2 separate regions of the Danio rerio genome follow, and region 2 is linked to region 1. A link is a contact called in public HiCAR-type data. All regions are on one chromosome and are shown on one strand. Each heading gives the region's core, a stretch centred on a gene start, on an enhancer-like site or on the middle of the called end of the contact. The rest is flanking DNA. Distances are from core to core; before and after follow the strand shown.

Region 1 (7,969 bases), core at 2,161-4,660:
CTTTGTGAAAGGAGGAGAAAGACACAGTTTCTGTTGGCAGTTCTTATTAATGTCACAGTGACATTTTCCTCTGGATCCAAGACTAATTGTTGATCACTTTGACAAGATGAAATAAACTTCAAAGAATGAGAATTTACTGTTTTTGTTTTATTGTGTATTTGAAATAAGTTCTTGCATAGCTCATTTAATATAGGTCAGTTGTACAAACAGCAAGAAACATTTTTTTTAGTAACTAGTTACACTGTAAAAAATAAATCCGTAAAATTTACTCATTCAAATCCGTAAAATTTACGGTAAAAAACCGGCAGCTGTGGTTGGCAGTACTTTACCATTAAAAACACGGTACAAACCGTAAAATTAATTTCTCATATTCACGGTAAATTACCGTATTTTATTAATTTATCGAGGTAATATGTCTGTATTTTGAATGGTCAACATCTACACATCTTTTGTTACACAGTTAGACACGTTAGCTCACCCACATGCAGGTGGTGATGAGGAAGTTATATATAGAGCCAAAGCTCATCACAATCAACTTTTCCCACAAGCAGAAAAGAGTATCAGCATATAGAAGGTGCTCAGTGTCATTCACACAGCTACTAAACACGCATAAAATAAAAGTCATGAAATAAACATTATTTATCAACATTTGATGTAACATAAATCTCTAATGTACATAACTGATGGGGAAACAACAAAAAAGATCCATATTAATGTCAACCAAATGCATAAAAAGTGATGTGCCATGCAGGGAATTTTGGGAAAGTCAATTTACGGTTATTCACCGTATATATTAAGGAAACATACCGTTAACCAGGTTACGGATTTGTACTGTATCATTTTTACAGTTTTTTACCGTTGAAATCACGGCCATTATAGTCACTATAGTATTACTAGCCTTCTAACTAACTTAATTCATTCATTTTCCTTTGGCTTAGCCTCTATTTTAGAGGTTGCCACAGCGGAATGAACCACTAACTTATCCAGTATATGTTTTACACAGTGGATGCCTATCCAGCTGCAACCCAGTATTGGGAAACAACCAATCTCACTCATTCTCTCTCACACACACACACACTCATATACTACGTACAATTTAGTTTATTCAGTTCACCTATAGCACATGTTTTTAGACTGTGTGGGAAACCGGAGCATGAAACCACATGAAAACGGGGAGAACATGCAAACTCCACTCGGAAATGCCAACTGGTCCACACTGTAAAAAATAAATCCGTAAAATTTACGGTAAAAAAACGGCAGCTGTGGTTGCCAGTACTTTACCGTTAAAAACACGGTACAAACCGTAAAAGTAATTTTTAATTTTTACAGTAAATTACCGTATTTTGAATGATCAACATCTACACATCTTTTGTTACGCAGTTAGACACGTTAGCACACCCACATGCAGGTGGTGATGAGGAAGTTACATAAAGAGCCAAAGCTCATCACAATCAACTTTTCCCACAAGCAGAAAAGAGTATCAGCATATAGAAGGTGCTCAGTGTCATTCACACAGCTACTAAACACCAGTATGGTAACACGCATAAAATTAAAGTCATGAAATAAACATTGTTTATCAACATTTGACGTAACATAAATCTCTAATGTACATAACTGAGGGTGAAACAACGAAAAAGATCCATATTAGTGTCAACCAAATGCATAAAAAGTGATGTGCCATGCAGGGAATTCTGGGAAAGTCAATTTACAGTTATTCGCCGTATATATTAAGGAAACATACCGTTAACCGTTACGAATTTGTACTGTAGCATTTTTTACAGTTTTTTACCGTTGAAATCACGGCCATTTTTTACAGTGCAGCTAGTACTCGATCCAGGGACCTTCTTGCTGCAAGGCGACAGTGATAACCCCTGAGCCGTCGCGCCGCCCTCATGCTAACTTGTATAATACTTTTTTTGTGGCTACACTTTTTAATCAGTGTGTAGAAGTTTAACCATAAAACGTGTGCTAACAATTATCCTGGTTCAGCGCTCTACCCTACAGACATCCACAGAAAGTGAGTTACTGTCAACGCACAGCAAATCCATTTTCTCCCACCACAACAAAGATGCAGCGTCTTGTAAGTTTGTGTGATTCCAGCAAACAAATCCTGGACTGTTACATTCATGCGCTCTGTATAATTTTCAATTGAAAGTTAAATGCAATGTAGTGAAACGCAAATAAAGCAGGACTGAGAGAAATGTCATGATGATCAAATTGCCGTTTATTTATAGATATCATGTGCTCTTGAATTGGTAGCTACGTGTCCAGAGTTTGTGGGTTATAATTACGATCAAAGAGATCGAGCCCCCAACCTCAAGCACAGGGCTGACTCAATGAGACGTACCGACACTAAAAATAGAAACGACCCCATTGCCATGCACACGCACACACACACACACCCTCTTGTTATCCCTATTTTCTGACCAACAAAAAGATGATGGGAGGGGCAGTGTGTGTATGGTTTTGCATAGGGGGGAGTATGGACGGTTAGCACTGGAAACTTGACTCATTCAATTGTCCCACAATTGCTGCCCTGAAACTCTAGCACCAAGATCCCCCCTTTACTTTTTCATTATGCATTTGACATTCTCAATAGCTCTAAAAAAAAGCTGGATTCCACACAATCGATTTGTGTTAGTACAACATGAAGGAATTAAGTTAACTTCTTAGTTTTTGACACATTTAAGCCCATCCATGATGGAAGTCCAGCAATCTCCAGCCTCATCGCCTAGACTGCAACTCTGCACAAGAACTTTGGCCAGAAGAGAAATGGTCATCCCCAGCTGAGCCTGGTTTCTCTTGAGGTTTTTTCCTTCACTTTCGTCAATTGGTGAAGTTTTGTTCCTCGCCACTGTCGGCACTGCCTTGCTTGGTTTTGGGACTTATGGAGCTGCGCATCGATGGATTTGCTCTTCAGTGTTTGGACTTTCAGCAGTGAAAATGAATCCACACTGAACTGAAATACACCGAACTTCAATTCTGAAAACTGAACCGACAGTTTCAATTAGAACTTCTATGTTAAGCTTCTTTGACACAATCTACATTGTAAACGCGCTATAGAAATAAAGACAAATTAAATTGAACAGTTTTTCCCTCCAAAATCTCAACTCAACTCATTTTAAACAAGTAGTTTTGACCGAGCAGCAAACAGTAAGTGCCATAAAGAGTGAGCATGTGCAAAACAGAAACGGCAGAACATTCCAGACAGGTTCCGTACAGTGGCTTTGACTAGGAAACATGTTAATCTACTTATTTATGGATGCTCAAACACACAGAAAGATCTCCGGCTGACTCACTCACTCATGCCACAGGCTGGGAAAATCGTCTGGACTGGAAGTCCTTCCACCCGACAATCATAGGAGCAATAACCACCTCACTACTGGAACTAAATAAACTTCACACATACACACCGAAGCTTGAAATGGAAACGGGCGCTTGGGTAGAGCAGCCACAACAACACAACCCTCCTCTCGGTGGTTGAAATGTGGTGAGAAGCTCCACATTTAAATCATTTTGTTCGTCTGCAGACTTTGGGTAAACCCAAATCGCCCTAATACGCCTATTTGGCCCATTCACAATCAAACCCTCCTCAAAAGGGCGCCGATCTGAATACGGGAATGTGCACAAGTCTGACCAGACAGCTTCTCCTTCATTATCCATGTAAAAATACGTGTCTAAGATTAAACGCTGATCCCACATAAATGTCACAGCCTTCTAAATTAGTACCGAGCTGAATGCTAAAACAATCATATCTGATATTGTGTTCACTGGGATATTTTTAGCCATAACAACCAAGGGTGCAGTATAACTGAAAAAAAAGGAGTGGAAGTTGTTTTTATAAAAAGAAGTACTTTTATAACTGAATGTAGTTTCACAAACTAATTTCGAGAGGAGCACGTGATATGATTGACTTCAGCTGGCCACTCATCTACACTCATTGGGTAGCCAATCGGATCGATCCAAAGTCACTATAAATAACCTAGCTAAGATATACTCCCTTATTTTCGTTTTCTGAAGAAACCGAGGGGAGCTCTCGAGAACACCTGACCTCGTACTCCCCTCACAGGCTTTATGGACCTGGCGGGAGCCCTGGGCTCAACTATCTCCGAGCTCAGGGTTCTCTCCCGGGACAGCATGCCAAACCTGCTAACTTGCTAACAAGTTGTCAAACAGTATCTAAGTGTAAACTCTTTAAATATTCTCATTAATATGACTGTTGTCTTGAGTTAAACTGATACCCATTCTGGGTTCTACACATACAGTTGAAGTCAGAATTATTCGCCCTCCTTTGATATTTTTTTTTTCTTTTTTAAATATTCAGAATATTAAATTATGTTTAACAGAACAAGGGCATTTTCACAATATGTCTGATAAAAAAAAATCAGAAGAAAGTTCTATTTGTTTTATTTTGGCTAGAATAAAAACAGTTTTTAAATTTTTAAAACTCCTTTTAAGGTCAAAATTATTAGCCCCCTTAAGCTATATAGATTGCAGTTTTGCGTTACGTCGCCGATTTTGATCCTGCCGCAAAAATCATTTTAAACCCAGAAGATGAAATTAGCCGACAAAAGCTTAAAATTCTCCAGTTTTCCCCACAGTTAAAGCTAACATTGTCCTAACAGATGCTCAGCACACACAAATCTGTTAAAATCTCAAAAAAAAAGTACCCGAGGGTTTCTTAAACCTTTAACAAAGAATGGAACTTCAAGGAAACTCGCATGATGTGTTTTTAAATTCGAAAGTACCTAAAACTAGTTTCATAGTATCAGAGCAACAACATAGTTTCCTCATCAACTTTCTCTGGGCATACACAGAAAACAGAGCTGAAAAAGAGAAACGTCTAAAGCATCTGCAGTGAGCCTACACTAATGGAAAGTTAGAACGTGTCATCAAAGAGTACGGGGCTGCCCGTCTATACAACAAAAGCAATTTGGGATGCTTAAAGGTTCAAGAAACCCTCAAGTACTTTTTTTTTTGTTTTTTTTTTGAGATTTTAACAGATTTGTGTGTGTTGAGCATCACTTAAGACAATGTTAGCACCTGTCAGCTTTAATTGTGGGAAAAACTGTATCATTTTGAGCTTTTGTCGGCTAATTTCATCTTCCGGGTTTAAAAGGATTTTTGGGGTGGAATCAAAATCTGTGACGTAGCGCAAAACTGCAAGTGCATAGCGGAGTTTTCTTATTTGAGAAGACCCTGCTTCTTAATTATTCAAGACTGCACATGCTTTCTGAAGGCAAGACAGACCTGCCAAGCTGTGAGACCTTATGTTGATGACTGGGTGAGACTGCGTAAACGGACTCTGCCGACGGCACACAGTGTTTAGCTGTTCATGAAGTCTTGTATGTGTTCCGTGATCCACTGGGTTTGTTGCTTGTTTTATCCCCGAGATCCTGTCATCGCCAAATTTTTTTCTGTAATCACAAGTTAATTTAATTTACTTAATTTTAAAATAGAAATAGAATTATGCAAAAGTATTTTAAAGACATATGCACAATGTTTGATTAGTTTTACAATGCTAAAATGTCTGCATGAACACTTTGCATATGCCGGACTTTTGCCCGCTCACGTGCGTATAGTGGAAAGCAAATGCAAAAATGTGTGGATATCAATAATGAATATGTGTTTATCAGAAAATGCTTACCAAATGTTTATTAAAAATTGCTTATTTAGTTGAGAATACCTATAGTTTTATGTTTTGCAAGTTGTTTTGTATTATAGAACTTAATAATTAATGTTTATGAGTTTCTTTAAACTTGCTTTTAGATGATAATTCATGTTTTAATATGGAAATTGTTTATAAAATCCCTCTGCCTTTTCCAGTTATATTTATAATATTTCCAGTAATATTTATAAAGAAGGATTTGTCTAATTGTGTACTTTCATTTCAGTTGTATCATAAAAGGTACAGAACAGTATCATAAGAGGTCTTTTCTGTACCATATAAGGTACAACTTTTACAAAGGTACAAAACTGTTCCTTAAGGAACATTGTTTGTACCACGTTGTACCTTTTTTTTTTTTTTAAAGGTGTGGAGTCTTTGTTATAACCCTGCTGAAAAACAACAACATCAAATGATAATACAGCTTTAACTTTGCATTTGCATACTAATGTGTAGTGAAATTCTTTTGAAAAGCCGATGTTATGAAGTGTGACGTACTACTCTTTATCTAAAACTACAAGAAAAAAATGTCACACTGCAGGAATTTCAAATGATCTAGTCAAGAATGAATCAACTATTTATTAAGGGGTGGCACTGTGGCTCAGTGGTTAGCACTGTTGCCTCACAGCAAGAAAGTCGCTGGTTCAAATCCCGGTTGGATCAGTTGGCATTTCTATGTGGAGTTTGCATGTTCTCCCTGTGTTCTTATAGGTTTCCTCAAGTCCAAAGACATGCGCTACAGGTGAATCGAATAAGCTAAATTAGCCGTAGTGTATGTGTGTGAATGTGAGAGTGTGGATGGGTGTTTCCTAGTGCTGGGTTCTGTCTGGAAGGGCATGTGCTGTGTAAAACATATGCTATATAAGTTGGCGGTTCATTCCGCTGTGGGAACCTCTGATAAAAAAAAGACTTAGCTGAAGGAAAAAAAATGAGAATTTGCTAACTTTTAATTCAAGTGAGCCAAACTTTAACAAAAGATTGCTCTCTGAAAAATACCCATATAAATCATTTTTAAAGTCTTTGTGTAACCTGCATACTAATCATACTTGTATGTGATAATGCGTTTAAAAAATGAAGCTGTCATGAGGTCAAGTCAAGGGGTAACTGTTTAGTTAGAAACAAGACAACCAGGTGCGACTGAATCTAGTAGCTCCCGTTTTTTAAAGAAGACATGCAGCTGTTGTCGTTTAACAGCGTCACTCTGCGAACACACCTGCTGCTGACCACACACACTCACTCACACACACTGATGTCACTGTGTAGGTCAGCAGAAACTCTCAGCTATGACATCATCATACAAGCTTCTCACAGCCTGCAGCACGCGCGTCACTGTAGAAATGCTTGTGAATGATGTCTTGACGCTTTACGTAGTAACTGTCACCAAGAGAGCCAAGAGAGTGACAATTAAAGTGCCATTAAAATAGCTTCCCATCCGGAGTTGTGCATTAATTACTTATCTGTGTGCGTATAGCCAGCCTTGGAGCAAATGTATTGACAATTAATGTATTGTGTACATAAAAAGATGTAATAAGCTTTTGTTTTATGAACATTTTAAAGTATAATCTTCTTAAAGATGTATTCTAGGCAATTTAATAGACATGCTGCTGATCAAACAGTCTCAAATGTCACCTTGATGTTTGAGTTGTATCAAGGTGTGTTCCTTAAATAAAACACACATACAGTATGAGAGGGTCATCATAGCATGTTGCTAAGCTAATATATTCTTATAACCCTGCTGAAACAACAACACAACAACAGAAAGCAAGATTCTGATAGTTTCCATTACAAAAACCAAGATTTTTAAGGTTCCATAGTACAAATCTGGCTATACCTAGATAGAGTTGAATAATAAGAGTTCAGTACATGCAAATGGGATACTGTGAACCTCAAACACCATTGTTTCCTCATTCTCATTTAAATCCTGTGAGTGTAAAACCCCAGTGAAAACATGCAAATTGGAACCAAACAGACTGTTATGTTGCACATGAAATCATTAATATGTACACACCTGACAAATGTTTTGTCGTTGATCACAGTTGTAAGAGAAACAAATAATAATTTAACTTCTAGTTGATCAGAAAAGTGGCAGAAGGCAGTTTTTTTGGATGGATCATCTGTTGAACTGCATCCCGATCATCACTAATACTGCAGAAGACCTACTGGAACCCGCATGAAGCCAAGATTCTTACAGAAATCAGTCAAGTTTGGTGGGTCATGGTTTGGGGTAACAATCAGTATGTGGGCATGCAAGATATCTGCTGAGTGGATGGCAACATCAATAGGCATTTGTGCTGCCCATTACAT
Region 2 (7,969 bases), core at 4,015-6,514, 160 kb after region 1:
GATTTAAAGGGGAAATTTCTCAATTTCTGTGCAATTGCAAAGCAAAACGTGTCGTGTCAGTGACTACACAGCTCTGAATTATGATTCAGATTGTTTTATTCTAGAGATGCTAATGTGACATTTCCAATCTGTTTTACTGCGATGGTGATTTGAAGATGAGCATGGCTCATGCAAGAAAGAATAAATGATATTTTTAAATAAGAGGTGAGATGAAGCAGCTCAATCCAGGCGATCAGAGCAGCTCTGGAGTAACTTATCAAGATGATGATTCACATGCTGTCAGCAGTGAAAGGTCAAACCAGTAATCTCCCATTCCTTCCTCATAGAAGCAGAGACCTCACTAAAGGTTAGGCCACAAACATCCATCACACACACACACGCAGACACACACATACACACGTGGGTCGCAGTGTGGGAGGGGGAGCACTTGGGTACGAGACACTGTGATGCAGAAGTGAAAATGAAAGTGCGAGGACAGATCACGCCTCCTTCAGATGAGAAAGATCACAAGAAAACCTGCAAAGTGAAATGAGGCGTCTGAGCAATAAATCTAAATGAAATGTTTTGGAGTTATTAGCAAAGCAGAGAAAGAGAATAAATGAAATGGAGATTTTATTAATAAAAGAATCTTAATTGTAAGAATGTCATAGTTTATTGTTCAGGTTAATTATCATATTTTTTTGTGTTCCGACTGATTTGTACTTTATAGTTCAGGTTTGTTTTATACTGCGCATGTGTAGTATGCAACTGTAGTATGCATGTTTCAAGAGTTCACACTTAGCTGATGATTGATTATAAAGGGTGTTTGGCATGCTGTCCTGGAAGACAGCTCAGAGCTCATAAGTTCCTTGAGCCTTAGGCTCCCTCACATTTGCAGGACGAGAGGGGAGTTTGAGCTTAAGTAGGTCTCGAGAACTCCCTGCTATTTATGGCTTATGACAAATTAGGGATTGCTGCAGAGATATACTGCTGATTAAGAGCTCATCTATGGTGCTAATTTTGTTTGGTTAATTCACCTATGTCATAAGTTTTTGGATTGTGGGAGGAAACCGGATAACCCCGGGGAAACCCACACAATCATGGGAAGAACATGTAAACTCCGCACAGAAAGGTTGACTGGCCTGTTAGAGATTTGGATCAGTGACGTTTTTGCTGTGAGGCAGCAGTGCTAACCACTGGGCCGCTGTGCCACTCTATCGAGAAAATGAAAGGAAGTAGGGGTGGAAGGGGGCATTCTTCAAGTCGAAGATGACTGAGGCAAGGAACTCTGGTTATTTATAATGAGTTAGGAATCATCTTATTGGTGAATCATGCATTAGCTAATGCAGGACCAGCTGCGGTCAATCATAAACAAGTGATCCGCTCGAAATAAGTTTATAAGTAAACTTCACTTAGTGTGGCGCACGCGAGCGAGTTTGATGAGAAGGTTTGGAGGAGCGCAGGTTTTCGACGGTAAAGGTAGTAAAATTGGACTCAGATTTTGTCAAATAAGTTTTAATCTAAGTGCACTGTGACAAAATTGACAGGTGTAGACATGTGTGTCATGTCATTTTCATCTACTTATCCATGGCCGGGTCGCGGGGGCAGCAGTCTTAGGAGAGAACTCCAGACTTCCCTCTCCCCAGACACTTTTTCCAGCTCCTCCGGGGGGATCCCAAGGCGTTCCCAGGCCAGCTGAGAGACATAGTCCCTTCAGCGCGTCCTGGGTTTCCTGAGGTGGGACATGCCTGAAACACCTCCCTAGGTAGGCGTCCTGGAGGCATCCAAAACAGATGCCAGAGCCACCTCAGCTGACTTCTCTCGATGTGGAGGAGCACCGGCTCTACTCCGAGCTCCTCACCCTATCTATAAGGTTGCGCCCTGCCACCCTGAGAAGGAAACTCATTTCGGCCGCTTGTATCCGAGATCTTGTCCTTTCAGTCATGACCATAACTGAGAGTAGGAATGTAGATTGATCGGTAAATCGAAAGCTTTGCCTTTCGGCTCAGCTCCTTCTTTACCACCATGGACCGGTACATCGACCGAATTACTACTGCCGCTGCACCAATCTGCCTGTCACGTTCCATCCTTCTCTCACTCAAGAACAAAACCCCAAGATACTTGAACTCCTCCACCTGGGGTAAGGACTTTCCTCCAACCTGGAGTTGGCAAACCACCTTTTTCTAGTGAAGCACCATGGCCTCAGACTTGGAGGTGTGGACATGTTATGTAAAAATAAATGAAGATACAAAGAACTTGATGGACTGTTGTAAGCAAGCACAAATATGCATCAAAACTTGTGAAAAATATAAATAAAATGAATATAAATAAAAAGCTCTTATGTTCCATATATGATTTTTTAGATTATAATGCATTAATGCAAGTTTTTTTCCATGTTTTTCCAAGTTTTTTTTTATAATTGTTTTGTATTGTGGCAAACTATTATCTTATTCAAAGTTTAAGGTGCATTAAAATGCTCTATTGATGGATGTTTTAATACTTTTCCACATTACACTACCAGACAAAACTGGCAGAAGGTAAATTTTTCCCATGAATCATCTGTTGAGCTGCATCCCAATCATCACGAATACTGCAGAAGACCTACTGGAACCCGCATGGACCCAAGATTCTCAGAGAAATAAGTCAAGCTTGGTGAAGGAAAATCGTGGTTTGGGGTTACATTCAATATGTACTCCAAAATTGGCCAGCCCAGTCACCTGACTCCAACATTATTGATTATATAGGGTAAGATGGAGGAGGACGCATTGAAGATTAATACATAGAATCTTGACGAACTCTGGGAGTCCTACAAGAACGCTTTCTTTGCCATTCCAGTTGACTTTATTAAAAAGTTATTTGAGTCATTGCAGAGATGTATGGATGCAGTCCTCCAAGCTCATGGGAGTCATACACAATATTAACTCTTTTTCCACTACACCATGACTTTATATTATATACTGTACATTATTTTTGTTAAGTGACTAGACTTTTGTCTCAGCAAAGTCAGACCTTACTGTGCTCTTTATATAATTAAAAATCAAGTCATGATCATATTTAATTTTAATAATTAATAAATAATAAATAAATAAGCGTAATCTAGAGGCCTTTGCCTTTCATATAAGATATTTCTGATACCAAATGATCAAAAGTTATTATTTGTTGTTCCTAAAACTTGGATAGGCGACAAGACTTTCGTCTGGTAGTTTACATTTCCTTACAAAATTATTAGGGTGATACAATAATTATCATTAAAAAATCCCACAAAATCAAACAAAAATAAATAAATAATGAAATTATTATTAATGAAATTAACAGGACTCTTGTAGAACCTCATGATTACTTCTCAAGGGCAAATAAATCTAACTATTGACAATATTAAAATAACTTTAAGTTAAACATGTATAGATTTTTGTTTGTTGTATACCTAAAGAGATAAAACTAAAATATTTGTCCTTTTGAGAAATGAAAACAAACTGACAAAACAACCAGTGATCACATGCATGTGCCCACAAAAATAACTAAACATGTAACAGAGTGGATAGTGATGTCACTCCAGGAGAAACATTACATAACTGCACACATATGGATCATTCACAGACAAATAGTCCTGTTGTTGTGTTTTTAAATACGTGGATGCATCTATAGACTGAATATGTAACTCATATGTACTTTAGCAATCTGTTTTCAAAAGTTAGTATTTTTAGCCAATGTTGTTGCAGTCTAAACACATAACCATAAACAGGGTATCACCTTACTGTGATCAAACATCTGCATCCTCACAAACACCTATTATGGCATTTAATCTGTCATGAATAAAACCCATGTTTCGTCTTACACATTTATCTCCTTGAAAATCTAGTTTCAGTAACACTGGCAACTAAAATGTCAACATGTTTGTGTCCAGAACTGTGGGAACATCGCTAACAGAATCATATTTTGTTTATTGTGGTCTTGGGTCTGGCTCAACTAGAGCAGCGCACTGCAGAGAGCAGGTGACAGATTGTGACTTTTTGTGGGGAAAGCACCACATGAGGCAACTCTACTGCAATCCTCCATGTGCACAGAAAAAAACATCCCTCCAACAAAACATCTCTGGCCATTCTCCAAATGTCCTCCCCTTTTCGCGCAAGCCCCCCTCCCCTTCCCTTGTGCCTGGACGGTTTGTTTTTGAGAAGCCCACATGTGATAGAGTGGGAGGGGGTCTCGCTGTATGATGAAAACAGGAATGACTTCCCAGCTCAGCTGCATCCATCAAAACAAGTTCAAAAACATGAAAACATATCGGCCGTTGCTTTCGAAGAAGAGTAGAGGGGAGGCAGTATGTTGCTGTTGCTGTTTTTATCATTGTTGTTTTCAACTTTCTCAATACAGGGTAAAAGGAAATGCCATGCAGTCACTGTGTATGTAAAGTAAACAAGGAACGCTGAGTCATGGAGAGTACCGGGAGAAACAATGACTGAGCAAACTCTCTCTTCCAGCGTGGAATTAAATGCCACTCGAAGGATACAGTTTCGAAAGCACATAGAAGCTATTATGTATGTTTTCTAAATGTTTCATCATGTTTTTGCACGATTTTTATGGATGGCACCCTAACAATTAAATTTAATATTTATAAAAAATAACATACATTAGTTTCTGTTCATTATTTAAAGGGATAGTTCAGCCTAAAATGAGCATTTACTTAATTTTTACCCACCCGTAAGTGGTTCTAAACTTGTATTAGTGTCTTCTGATGAAACAAAAGATTTTACGGAGAAAGCCTGTAACCATTGACTTGCATATTAGGAAAAACAGATACTACAGAAGTCAAAGCTTTTTGAAAATATTGTCTACTGTGTTTAAAAGAAAGAATTAGCTCAAACAAGAGTGAGAAAATTATGACCTTTACGTTTTTTAAGGCAAACTGACCCTTTAAAATATGCTAATCGTAGTAAACGTTTAGTAAATGTTCAAGTACGTAAATGTAGTATACATTGCATTTTTTCTGAACAATTCAGTTGATAAAACATCACATCTCAGTCAGTCTGATCTCCTGCAAACGTTTGATGCAACACGAATGCAACAGCAACATACCAACCCCGGTTATTGTGTCGCTGTAGTAAAAATAGACGCCAGCTACAACTCAACACATATTTGATCAGATTTGGGGATAGACGCATACATCAGTGTGTTGGGAAACTAGACAGTAGTCAGCCGTCTGGTTTCCTGCAGAAGCTCCTAGACAAGATCCTGAAAATCTCCGACCGCTCGGATGAGTCAAGTCTACTGGCGACCTGATGTAACAGCAGAGGAATTTACCTCAGCCACCCTGGCCGTCTGCCCTGCACAGCAGACTAAACAACAAGAGACAGCCACAGAAATAGCAAACACTGGTCTTGTATCGCCACCTGCTGGTGAACTATTACAGGATTCGCATTGGTCAACTTTTATAACTTTTATGGACGATGCTCTGTCTGAAAATGGTATTTTTGTAAACGAATCATGTCTAAATGTTAAACATTAAATATTTAACCGGAAATGACAGAACCTGGAAGAATAATTTGAAGTGGATTCCCTCTAATTTGGTTTTGGTTGTGGAAAATAACTTGAGAATACTTACAGCATAAAAATAGTGAGATTTATAAGTGAATTTGTCTATTTTAGAAAAATCATGTTTCTAAAAGTTATTAGGTAGGCCTAAGACTGTTGGTACAGATGCTGTACCATTAGGTTATTTTACTTATTAATATAAAAGGCATTACAAAACAACCTTATGTTGATGAACATAATGTTGTACAATGAGGTAAATAGTCACAAGGACTTTTAATTTTTAATAAGCCGCCTTAAACACCTCTGGTGCTAATGCACAGCTAGTGTTTTCCAGCCAACAATAAACTTCCGGTGAATGGTTAATGTGACTATTTTCCATTTCATAAGGTTCTTTTTACTGCATCAATGTTGAAATGTAATTAAAATACATTCAGTTAAATATATTTAAGCATTCATTTATTTGTTGAAGCTTAAAACAAGATGAAAGATTGAGTAGCCTCTAACGCCGTCAGGATCAGCAGGCTAGCGCCGCAAATCAATTGATAATACTTGACAATAACTGATAATAATTGATAATAACCGGTTTTAAGGTTTACTGTGGTTTGGAAAAGGTTTTTAAACCGCTCAATTTTTCTGTTATACCATTCCTACAGTACCTGTACTTGTTTTTTTATTTATTTTCATATGCTTTTTCTGACTTTTTTTGTTTTGTTTTGTTTTACAGCAACAAGGACCATTCACATCAAAAACTACTGGTTTGTATGATTCTTATGGTCAGGCTTAGGTAGCAACATCCAAGCATGCTATAAACCCGAACAGTGCAGTGACTTACTTTATGTCCAAAGAAAAGAAAGATATGCAAACATGACTTATCAAGTTGTAAAGAAATCCGTTTTTGAAACTAATAAAGATAGCAGAAGTCAATTATTTATTTTAATTATTTAGCCTGACGTTTGTTTAATGCATTTAACCATGTAGACATGGTCAAGACAATCTGCGGCAGTTCAAACTGTGCATCAGAATAGGGAAGAAAGGAGATTTAAGTTATCAATAGTACCATTCAGCATCTTGTCAACACCACAGACTACCTGAGTATTGTTCTGACCATGTCCATCCCTTTATGACAACAGTGTACACATCTTCTGATGGCTACTTCCAGCAGGTTTGTTGAACATGACAATGAGTTCACTGTACTCAAATGGCCTCCACAGTCACCACTTAATCCAATAGAGCACCTTTGGGATGTGGTGGAACGGGAGATTCGCATCATGAATGTGCAGCCGACAAATCTGCAGCAACTGTGTGATGCTATCATGTCAATATGGACCAAAATCTCTGAGAAGTATTCCCAGTACATTGTTGAATCAATGCCACAAAGCATTAAGGCAGTTCTGAAGGCAAAAAGGGTGTACCTAATAAAGTGGCCGGTGAGTGTATATTAAAGCACTGATCACAATACTGTGTATCCGAGGTACAGTATGTTTATCCAAGATTATCACACTGTCAGAATCTTATTAAATGTCTTTCTTGTGTTTTAGAGAAAAAACTGACAAAGCTGAGCTGGAGCAGACCAGTTGGCTAAGTCTATACAACAATTCCAGTGTTCTGGCTGTCCAAAGAACAGAGTCCAAGCATGTTTTATTAACAGGAAGTGGAGGGTGGCACAGAGTACATGCGGTTGATGCACTGCCATTCTGGAATTCTCTTGAGCTTCCCAGCATCGCACAGACCATAAGTAGATCTCTCAGCAAATCCCAGTCACAGAGCAACGGCGGCATGGCCAATCAGAGAATTTGTCCCCCTCAGCCAATCAGCTGACTTGACCCCTAAGGTTCTGGAAAAATATTCAAGGGATGTGAACCAATGCTGCTGTGCTGTACACAGTGTGCTACTGGTGTGTGAAAGCAACATCAGATCAATATCGAGAGTGGGTGTGTGTGTGTTTGTGTTTATGCAGTCACAGTGATGTCACTGGATCAGGGCCAAATGTTGTATTATTGTTTATTATAACATTTTAACAGTACAAAAATATACATGCCAGTGGGTAAGCATAAATCAAAATACAAACATACATATGTAATAATCAAATAAATACATTGTAGAGTTCACAAAGTTTTAAAGCGCATTTTTATTTAGAGAGTCTCTGATACTACTAATATATAAGCATAATTCAGTCATCAACACCTTAAAGTTGGGTTTCCTATTGGTAAATTTACATATATGACTGTAAAATTTTGTTAGCAAAATAATTAAATTAATTAAATAAAAACAGTTTTCCTCTTGAATAGTGTACATAGAAATGGATCAGGGCCTAATGTTTGTGCAAAGCTACGTCTCTGAGGGGAGTTTTTGTTTGCATTCGATGACATTTGCAAAAACAGAACAGATTTGCTTACTTTGTATATGCAGGGCGGTGTTTTGTTTTGTCCACAAGATGTCGCTATGACACTGGTGTATTTGT

Evidence for each region. HiCAR-type assays count read pairs that join an accessible place to other places.
Region 2: a contact with region 1 is called in a HiCAR-type map of caudal fin, with 7 times the contacts expected there. The contact joins two enhancer-like sites. A contact is called at or near these places in 2 of 18 Hi-C or Micro-C datasets (caudal fin and an unstated tissue) and 1 of 4 datasets of contacts at active chromatin or transcription factors (caudal fin).

What each region holds. Positions count from the first base shown.
Region 1 is chr11:6,584,656-6,592,624 of GRCz12tu, forward strand. LOC141376524 (a long non-coding RNA gene) reads right to left here. Exons shown (of 4, transcript XR_012386963.1): 4 at 4,315-7,969. Among named protein-coding and RNA genes, the nearest start is that of gadd45ba, 25 kb to the left of the region's middle. Within about 2 kb of position 3,411, at least 6 of the 62 cell types and tissues checked have an H3K27ac peak or open chromatin away from gene starts, as enhancers often do. A contact at or near this core is called in caudal fin, where this site is marked.
Region 2 is chr11:6,740,202-6,748,170 of GRCz12tu, forward strand. No RefSeq gene overlaps it. Among named protein-coding and RNA genes, the nearest start is that of si:dkey-246j7.1, 20 kb to the right of the region's middle. Within about 2 kb of position 5,265, at least 49 of the 62 cell types and tissues checked have an H3K27ac peak or open chromatin away from gene starts, as enhancers often do. A contact at or near this core is called in caudal fin, where this site is marked.